Regions from separate parts of the Sus scrofa genome. Here all the other regions are linked to region 1. A link is a contact called in public HiChIP or PLAC-seq and promoter capture Hi-C data. All regions are on one chromosome and are shown on one strand. Each heading gives the region's core, a stretch centred on a gene start, on an enhancer-like site or on the middle of the called end of the contact. The rest is flanking DNA. Distances are from core to core; before and after follow the strand shown. Region 1 holds the start of ZNF142 (zinc finger protein 142). Region 2 holds the start of WNT6 (protein Wnt-6). Region 3 holds the start of PRKAG3 (protein kinase, AMP-activated, gamma 3 non-catalytic subunit).

Evidence for each region. Promoter capture Hi-C pulls out the DNA fragments that hold promoters and counts their contacts. HiChIP or PLAC-seq counts read pairs in DNA pulled down with a chosen protein or histone mark.
Region 2: a contact with region 1 is called in a promoter capture Hi-C map of skeletal muscle, with 5 times the contacts expected there. The contact joins the promoter of WNT6 here to the promoter of ZNF142 in region 1. A contact is called at or near these places in 5 of 5 promoter capture datasets (fetal liver, fetal skeletal muscle, liver and 1 more), 4 of 47 Hi-C or Micro-C datasets (embryonic fibroblasts, fetal skeletal muscle, liver and 1 more) and 2 of 2 datasets of contacts at active chromatin or transcription factors (alveolar macrophages and skeletal muscle).
Region 3: an H3K27ac HiChIP or PLAC-seq map of skeletal muscle shows a contact between it and region 1. The contact joins the promoter of PRKAG3 here to the promoter of ZNF142 in region 1. A contact is called at or near these places in 3 of 47 Hi-C or Micro-C datasets (heart right ventricle and skeletal muscle) and 1 of 2 datasets of contacts at active chromatin or transcription factors (skeletal muscle).

Annotation. Positions count from the first base shown.
Region 1 is chr15:120,706,292-120,709,360 of Sscrofa11.1, forward strand. ZNF142 (zinc finger protein 142) reads right to left here and starts at 1,452. Exons shown (of 10, transcript XM_021076481.1): 1 at 1,212-1,452; 2 at 795-946. It overlaps BCS1L (BCS1-like (S. cerevisiae)), which reads left to right and starts at 1,534. Exons shown (of 9, transcript NM_001243676.1): 1 at 1,534-1,581; 2 at 2,538-2,578; 3 at 2,788-3,069. The coding sequence starts at 2,837.
Region 2 is chr15:120,900,024-120,903,092 of Sscrofa11.1, forward strand. WNT6 (protein Wnt-6) reads left to right here and starts at 1,448. Exons shown (of 4, transcript XM_021075516.1): 1 at 1,448-1,628. The coding sequence starts at 1,552.
Region 3 is chr15:120,864,720-120,867,788 of Sscrofa11.1, forward strand. It overlaps PRKAG3 (protein kinase, AMP-activated, gamma 3 non-catalytic subunit), which reads right to left and starts at 1,589. Exons shown (of 13, transcript NM_214077.1): 1 at 1,482-1,589; 2 at 1,141-1,180; 3 at 508-663; 4 at 1-147. The coding sequence starts at 1,589.

The sequences.
Region 1 (3,069 bases), core at 202-2,701:
GCTTTCTAAGTGGAGATAATCGACACTACCACTTCACTGAACTCAGCTACCAACAGTCTAATGCAATCCAGACAAATAAGGGGATTCTAAGTGATGGATGAACTGTAAACACAGGGATGCATCAAAGTAAAGCTAGGTATCTACCAAGTACCAAGCCAGTGATTCCTTACGTATAAAGTAGCACACCTGCAGAAATTTCTAGCTCATTGACTACGGCCTCATGTTGAACACTGGGACCCATCTGAGAAATGAATGTCAACTAAATTGCATGTCCTCTTACACATGGGTAAAATCAGTTGAAGCGGAGTAATGAGTAATCAGTAAGACTGACAATAAGAACAATAAGATGGTAATCACTTTATGAAACTGAGTCATGGAGGTCGAGCAAGGGCCTAGGGCTAGGAAACCAGGTTACAGGTGAGAATTCTGCAACTCAAAGCCCGATCACCCAAATTCAGAAGCTGGTGGGGCAGTGCACTTCTGCCCTCAAGGGATTCTCTGGAAACCACAACCTCCACTTACTGAATATCAGGAATCTTCCAGCATGGGTGGTGTATTTGCCTTAGAGGGGGAGCCAAGGAGGAGGTAGTCTCGACTGAGACCCTTCTGCCGCTGGAAGGCGGAGTGAAGTGGGACACCGACGGGCACAAGAGAAGAAATGACCTTCTTTGGGGCAGAGGCGCTGAGTTAAAGAAATGACAAATCAGAGCAGAGAGAAGGCCCGAGGAAAGGATGAGACCCGGCCTGGGGACCAAGGAACCCGGGTTTCCACTTGCCTGTGGGCTCTGACTCACCGCGTGGTCTTTGGGAGATGCAATCACTTCGCTTCTCTGGGCCTCAGCTTTCCTATCTGTAAAGTGGAGGCGATGACAGCGTCCACATCATTGGGCGGGAGCGGGAGTCACAAGAGCTGGCAAACGGGAAAGCCGTTTTGTAACCTGCAAGGCTTAGGATGGAGCATCATCAAGATTATGGTCCTGAGGAGAGGCAGCGAGTAACCAGGCGGGGTCCACAGCAGTGACGCGACGGAGGCACTGGGGCGGCTGATGGGATGCCCCGGGGTCCCGCTCGTCGGCGCGCTCCCTTCAGCACTTCTCCGGAGCGTTCCCACTGCCCAGGCCCACCTTCATCCTGGGGCTCGAGAAACTTTTGCCTCTGGCCCGCTCCGCCTGCTCTCCCGATTAGTTCCCGCCCCGCCCTCGCTCGCTTACCTCCCGGCCCCGGGCGGGCGGGAGCCGCATCTCTATGGTTGACCGGCAGCTGGCCTCCCGGGACTCCTTTTGTGCGACCGCCTCCGGCCCAGCCGCCTCTAGGACCTGGGGCACTGGAGGCCGCTCTCTCTTCTCCTGTGCGGCTGGCGGAGTACTCTATGATTCTCTCTATCCTTCCCCCCTTCAGCTCTCCAACGCTCGGCCGCGAAGCCCCAGGAGTACCATCGAGAGTTGTGGGCAGAGTGGCCTGGCCCTCTTGGTGGGTGTGGCGGGAAGTAGGGGAAATAACTCAGGGGGCGGGGCCTGGAGGCGCTTCCCCCAAGAGCGCGGAGGTGAAACCATCGAGAGGGAGGGCCAGAGAGTCATGGCGGTAAGGGGGCGGAGTGACCTATTACTCCAAACCACGCTGCTGGCGGCGCGAGCTGGGGTGTAGTGGGGTTCCGGAGGGGACTTCTGGGCGTCCACAAGGACCGGGGGCAGGACGGCTTTGTGGCCTTCCGTGCATAGGAATTGGGGGAATTCTGGATCCTATTCTGAGCCTCACCCGAGGTCACTGCTGTCTATTCACCGCCCTGCGTGTCAGGCGCAGAGCCAAGTGGCAGGGGTCGAGGGAGGTGTGCTAGAAACGATTTGACCTCCTACCCTTCGGGATCTGACAGTCTAGAATCAGACCTGGGTACATTTTATTGGGGAGAATTCAGGAAAATCTCCATGGAGGAAGTAGCAGATGGGTAGGACTTCACCTGGAGATGAGGGAAGGAAGAAATTAGAATGAACCTTTTTGAGTCAGGAGAACTGCTTGGGCAAGGAGGAATGGCATTGTTTGCATATTTGTTAAACGGAGTATTAGGAGCTAAGCCGTAAAGGTGGATGGTGCCCTGTTGTGGAGGCAGAGGAGTTTTTACCTAATTCAGGGCCCTGTTGAGAGCCAGCTATCGGAGGAGTAGGGAAAGTAATGGGATTGAAGCAGATCCTTCTGAAGAAAGATCTGGGCCCTTGTATTGCAGCTTGGTGAAGCAGAACGTGGAGACCTTTAAGATGCCATTTCAAGAACTAAAGTTAATTTTAAAGAGACAGTTTAGGTGGGAGGTAATGAGGGGCCAAACAGGACATTAGGAGTTGAGCATGTAAAAGAGAGGGCATTTGAAGGACATGACTCATGATAACAAGGCAGGTGGTTACTGACAGGTTGACCGAAGAGAGTAGCTTCTTTGTCCCCCACTAACTCTGGCTAGCGGGACCCTTTCTATATTAGCTGGTCACAGGGACCACAAATTTCTGTCCATCCATTACCCTGATGTGAAGCCAGTTATATTGTTCTCTCAGGTTTAAGGAATCTCCAGACCGAGACATCTGGTGGGAAACAGGTACGAACAGGATAATGAGCGGCAAAATGGGATGCATGGCCTGGAATCCCATCCCGCAAAGGGAGCATATCGAAGCACAGAGTAATGCTGACCTGTCCTTCCTGCTCCCAGCTTCTGCAGGGGGTGAGGTGGGTTGGGGAGGAATTTCAGAGTCCAGTTGCTAAACTAATCTTGTGCTTCATCCCATCTCTGCTGTTCCCCACCCCCAGGTCTTGAAAATGCCTCAGGGCTTGTAAGGTTCAGTGTTTTCCTTTCAAGATGCCCTTCTCAGACTTTGTTCTGGCCCTGAAGGACAACCCCTACTTTGGGGCTGGATTTGGGCTGGTGGGTGTGGGCACAGCCCTGGCCTTGGCCCGGAAGGGCGCCCAGCTGGGCCTGGTGGCATTCCGGCGCCATTATATGATCACACTGGAAGTCCCTGCTCGAGACAGGAGCTACGCCTGGTTGCTTAGCTGGCTCACCCGCCACAGTGCCCGCACTCAGCACCTCAG
Region 2 (3,069 bases), core at 198-2,697, 190 kb after region 1:
GGAGCTTTCCTCTGGGCACCTGAAGTTTCTGCCACACGGGTTTGAGGTCCTCCATCTGTCCTCCCCACCCCAGGACATGCTTAGACTTTGATGGCCACTCTGAACAGTGGTGGTAAGGAGACTGGCCTTGCTGTGGAATGTTCCACACCACCTGTCCCTCAGCACCCCTGGGGCACACAGGGTGGAGGGGGGAGCAGGGGCTGTAGCTCGCTGCCAGCCCCTTGGCATCCTGATGAATGGAGCTGTCCTTCCTCCCCACGAGGCCTTTGATCTCCCCCCCCCCCACCCCCGTGGGGAGGGGGCCAGGGGCATCAAAGACATTTTTGTGGCATTAGAGAATCAGATAAAGGCCACCTCACCTGCAGCTGGTCCTCCCACCCCTTCTGGCCCGGCCAAGTTGGGGGATCAACATGAGCCAAGGACCCTCTGACCTCACGAGGCCCAGAGGCATAGAGTTCTGACCACATAGTCTCTGGAAGTGTGCAGCTTCCACTTGGTTGCTCGCTTGCAGGTGGGGGCAAGCGCTGGATCGCAGGCCCTAAAGAGGTTCCTCTTGCTCTCTCATCTCCCCTCCGCACCCCCTCCTCTGAACACAGGCCTGATGAGGCGGGGGCTGGGGAGCAGCGTGCAGGCCTAGCGTTTCCCTCCTGGGCTGGAGGAAAGACTGCGTGTGCGGGTGCGGCGCGCGCCGAAGCGGGGTCCGGTGAGAGTTGACCCCTCCAGAGTCTGCCCGTCGGGCCGTCGGGTTTGACACCCCTACTCGGAGCACCCTGAGCCCCCGACCGACTTCCACTCCCGGCCCCCGCTCCAGCATCCCACTCCGCACCGCCCCCCAACCCAAACTCCCTCATTCCTGGGAAGTTTTCTCTCTTTACAGTCAACAAACCTGTCAAACGTCTCCCTTCCAGCCCGTCCCCCATTCCTCAGCTCCTCTTCCTTCCCCCGCTTACCCTTCTCCACCCTACTTCCCCGCCCCTCCTTGCCCCCGACTCCCGGCGGCGGCGGCGGCGGCGGCGGCGGCGGGGGGCTCCCAGGCCTCGGGAGGCGAGGTGAGGGGGCGAAGCAGGCGGTCCCGCAGCCACGAGCGCGCTCGGGCCCCGCCCCGGGACCTCGCTCCCGCCCTCCGCAGAGCTCCGCGCCCGCCGCCCCGGGGCGCACGGCTCCCTCCCGAGAGTCCCGCCGCCTGACTGTCGCAACTGCCACCCCCACGGCCCCCCTGCCCCCTGCCCCCCGCCCCCGCCCCGGCCCCACTCCCCTCCCACCCCCGCCCCCGGCTCTGATTTCTTCTCCCGAGCGAGCTCGGCAGGAGACACAGGCGCTGGCTGCCCCGTCCGCTCTCCGCCTCCGCCGCGCCCTCCTCGCCCGGGATGGGCCCCCCCGCCGCCGCCGCCGCCGCCGCCGCCGCCGCCGCCGCGGCCGCCGCGGCTGGAGCCATCACCGCCCGGCCGCCGCAGCCGACGCCGCGCTGGCCCTGAAGCCCGGCCCGGCGCGCACCGGTTGTCCCCGCAGCCTCGCCCCCTGCCCGCACCCACCAGCCCTAGAGCTGTCACGATGCTGCCGCCCGCGCACTCCAGCCTGGGGCTGCTGCTGCTGCTCCTATGTCCGGCGCACGTCGGCGGACTGTGGTGGTGAGTGCTGCGTCTGGCTACCCTCGCGCAACTCCTGAAGCTTGCGGGTGGGGACCTCGGGACCGATAGTGGAGCCCGGAATCGCGCTCCTACTGCCTCCGGGCTCTACCTGCTCGCAGAGCCCAGCCGCGGGGCAGCTGGAGATGTGAGGGGGAGGTGCGTGTCGCTCCTGCCAGCCTCCGCCAGGGGCACTTCAGAACTGCCACTGAGGAGTTCCCGTCGTGGCGCAGTGGTTAGCGAATCCGACTAGGAACCATGAGGTTGCGGGTTCGGTCCCTGGCCTTGCTCAGGGGGTTAATGATCCGGCGTTGCCGTGAGCCATGAGCCGTGGTGTAGGTTGCAGACGCGGCTCGGATCCTGCGTTGCTGTGGCCCTGGCTGGCATAGGCTGGCAGCTACAGCTCCTATTAGACCCCTAGCCTGGGAACCTCCATATGCCGGGGGAGAGGCCCAAGAAATAGAAAAAAGACAAAAAAAAAAAAAAAAAAAAGAACTGCCACTGAGAGGTGCCTACCTCTCCTCCCCACCCCAACCACCCCCCTTCAGATACACTTTCAACTGTATTACCCCCTCCCTTGTCCCACACCCCACCCCAGGCTATGCACTCAATTCAGGTCACCAAGGAATTGGCGGGTCGGTAGAAAAGAGACATCGGGGAGACAAGGGCAGGATCTGTAGTCTGAGATTCGAAGATTGGAGAGTGTGAGGAGGGCTTCGGATTTAGGGGAAGGGGTCTGGATCTGTGGGAAAGAGAGGAACAAGGTGGGAAGCCACGGGCAGGGAGGGTCTAACGGCTGCCTCTTCCCAGTCCAATTTTGCCCACAAATGCACCAGCTTCTTCAGAGTGAGTGGTAGGGGCAGGAAAGGGAACGTAAAGGGGAAACTGAGTCAGAATCTTGGCTTTCTCTACCTCTTCCCTGAGCAAAGAGAAGGAAAAGCAGGGGAGGGACCCAAGCGCCTGGCCTTTCCAGATGTGGGGGTCATGGATGAAAAATATGCAGCTCGGAAGGTGCTGGGAACCCTGGAGGGTCCTGGTGGAAGGGAGGGAGGCCTGGCCAGCCAAGGGATGGGGACGTCTTCCCAGACCTGGCTGCTCGTTTTGGCCCTAGTTAGAGGGAAGCGAAAGTTTCGGGAATTTTGAGTCTTGCCGGGTGGACGGAGGCTGGCAAGGTGGGTGCCCGGCGGGGACAGCTGAGAAATCCGTCTCCCGCAGACTTTTTTTCCTTCTCGATCTCCAGGGCAGCAAAGACCCGCCCGGAATAGGTCAATGTTTAGAGAGGAGGGACTTGGACAGTACCGCTGGGGCATCAGCCAATCCTAAGAAGCCAAGGTCGTCTATATTTGCATATAGCCACGTCATTGGCTAGATTCTCTGCCTTCCACTCCTCCCCCACCCCGGGATTTGGAAGAAGGGGTGGGGCAGGCAGATCCCTCTCTTCTAG
Region 3 (3,069 bases), core at 339-2,838, 160 kb after region 1:
CTGAGGCTGCACAGTCAGAGGGGAGGATGTCCCGCTCTGTTGGGGGGTTGTCCACCTCGGCCAAGGGAGCGGCTTGGGCCAAGGGTGTGGCCTTGGGGAATGTGGCCTCCTGCCCGGTGGACTCAGCAACTGGCCTGGACTGGGGACCTGTTCGGGGAGCGGGAGGGAGAGGACAGTAACTCCCTCTTCCAGAGAACTTCCTCATCTGCTGTCTCCATTCATCCTCATTGCAACCTTGGGAAGCCTGAATGCTGTGGCCCCATTTTGCAGGTGAGAGAGCTGAGTCTCAGAGAGTCACAGAGAAGACAGTGGCTCTGTCCTGAGTTGGCCACCTTGGATCCCTGGACCCCTGGATCAGCAATGCAGTTGTCCTCCCCCTTGTGGGGAGACTGGCTGCATGATGTTATGTGCCTGTGTTATGGAGGGACCAGACCAGAGACGGGCCCCAGGTTTGAGGACTGCCCACTGCCCCCAGTCCCAGCTCCCCAGAACTGGCCTTGAACTCACCTTCCCTCGGGCCCGGAGGCCCCCCTTCCTCTACATCCTCCTGCCTTGTCCATCTAGAGGCCTTGTTCCCCTGGTCCCCATGGCTTCTTTCTGAGCTGGTGGTTACAGCTCGGGATGGCCATGAACGGCTCTCTCCTTGCTCTAGGAAGCTCATCTCTGCAAGGGAGAATGGGACCTGTTTGGTTAATGGGGAGTAACACAATAAATTCCATTAAAATGTTACTAATAATAATATTTAATATTGGGAAGCTTCAAAGGGCTTGTCCTCCAACAAATTTCTCATTCAACCCTCACGGCAATCTTATCCGAAGGGCATGGCTATCAGCCCTGTTTTACTAACGAGAGACCTGAGCTCAGAGAGGTGAAGCAATTTGCCACAAATCACACAGCTAGTAAGCGAGAAAGTCAAGAGAGTCCCAATCTCCAGACTCTATAGATGCCCCCTCTACTCTTTTGAAAGAGGGAGGAGGTGAGGGAGAGGGAGGAAGAAGAAACAAAGCGGAACAAAGAAGGCAAAGGAGAGGAAGACAAGAGCCAGGCGAGTGGAGTGGGGGAGATTGGGGTCCTGAAGACGTGGAAGAAAAGGAGGTGGGAGAAGAGCCTGGGCCCGCGAGCAGGGGCAGCCCCACCTACCTTGATGCTCAGGTCCCCCGAGGCTGCTCCAGGAGGGAGTCTGTGTGGAGAAGAGTGACTTTTGGGGTGGGGAAGACGCCCCACGTTCTGGACCACACGGAAATCCCTTCCCAGCACACAGGCACGGGTGCGCACAAACACCCCCCCACCCATGTATACACAAACACACAAACACCCAGCCCCAAACACTAACGCACACTACCTACCCAAACACACACACTCAGACACACACAGAACCGCACAGACTCACTTACACAAGGAGTATATACATGCGGACCCCCTCACACTCATATATATATACACAGAAAATCCTGGCTATGCAAGCACGCACGCGTACGCACATCCGCAGTGGTGGGCCCTCTGCCCTCTGGCCTCAGCTGCTCCAGCTCCCAGCCCCCCCGGGACCCCGGGACCCTGCGCAGTGCCTGCTCTAGCTCGGCAAGCTCCATGGAGGAGTGCGCAACACTGTATCTGGGCAGCACTATTCTGGGCCCGACCCCTGGCACCCTGCCCTCCTGGATCGGGTTCTCTCTGATTGGGTGGCAGGGAGCAGGGTGGAAGGGGTCCACCCGCTCAGCTGCTCCAGCCCAGCAGCCTGGGGGCCCCTGGGGAGGGGTGGGGCCCACCTGGAATCTTGATGCCTGGTCCCGGGCTGTCTCCTGGGTCTCCGAGGACAGGTGAGAAGGATCCTGCTGTGGGGGAAGCAGCTTGGAACTGGGGTGGGAGGAGGGGAGCTCTCAGAGCCCCCGCTGTGTTCCTACCGTGAGGGCCTCTCTCATTTGTCAGGCGCCAAAGGAGGGAAAATGCAAGCAAGTTGAGCTTAACTTTCTTCCTTGTACAAACTCCGGTCGTGGGTGGCACTGGGGTTAGAAAGGGCTAGTTGCAGCCAGCTGGGAGGCTGGGGAGGCGGAGTTCGTGGGTGGTCCCGGGAGGATGGCCAGTGTGTGTCCAGATGTCCCCCTCTGAGTCCCAGGAGACCGTCCTTCTCTCTGGTGGAGTGGGATGGTTGGGGCAGGCGGGGAGTTGTGAGATCGCCTTCCAGGTATGAAGTGGGCTTGAAGGCATGGGGCCTGTGCCAGTCCACAGTGTGAGAGACACCTGTTTCTACCTGCAGAGGTAGATCCAGGTGTGCAGGAGCCCCAGGCCCCCCACCCCACTGTGTGCGCTCTCCCTCTGTCTCCTGGTGCCAACGGAATCCCAGCAGGCTCCGTGGCGGCCCACCCCCCCTTCCTTGGCATTCCTGGGGCCTGAGTCACTGTCCAAATTGGTAACGCTGACCCAGCTGCTCCAGCTCCCCTCTCTGTCCCTCCCTCCCTCTCTTCTTTCCAGGCTCTTCCATCCCAGTCTCGCCATGGACTGGACAGACACTCAGTAACGGGTTACTGGGTTTCTCGATGAATGTAATGAACATATTCTCATCAGTTCTCAAGGCCCCTATATTGCCTAAGGGGCAGGTGGAGGAGACAAGAGGGAAGGGGCTTGCCGTCCGTGGGTGTCTTTGGTGGTACAGGGGGCAAATGCAGCTCTTCTTCTGCAGCATCCCTGTGGCCTCTGCCTGTCTGCTCCCTGGTGATGAACATGAAAAGCATCGCTAATGGGGAGTTCCCATTGAGGCTCAGCCCTTTAAGAATTTGACTAGCATCCATGAGGATGCAGGTTCGATCCCTGGCCTTGCCCAGTGGGTTAAGGATCCAGCGTTGCTGCAAGCTGCGGCATAGTTCACAGATGCAGCTTGGATCTGGTATTGCTGTGGCTATGGTGTAGGCCTGCAGCTGCAGCTCCGATTCGAGCCCTGGACTAAGAACTTCCAGGTGCTGCAGGTGCCACCGTAAAAAGGAAAAAAAAAAAAAAAAAGCACAGCCAATGGGACACCTCAAAAGGGAGAAAGATCACGCCTACCATCACCAGAGCTATGCTGTGCCTTGAATC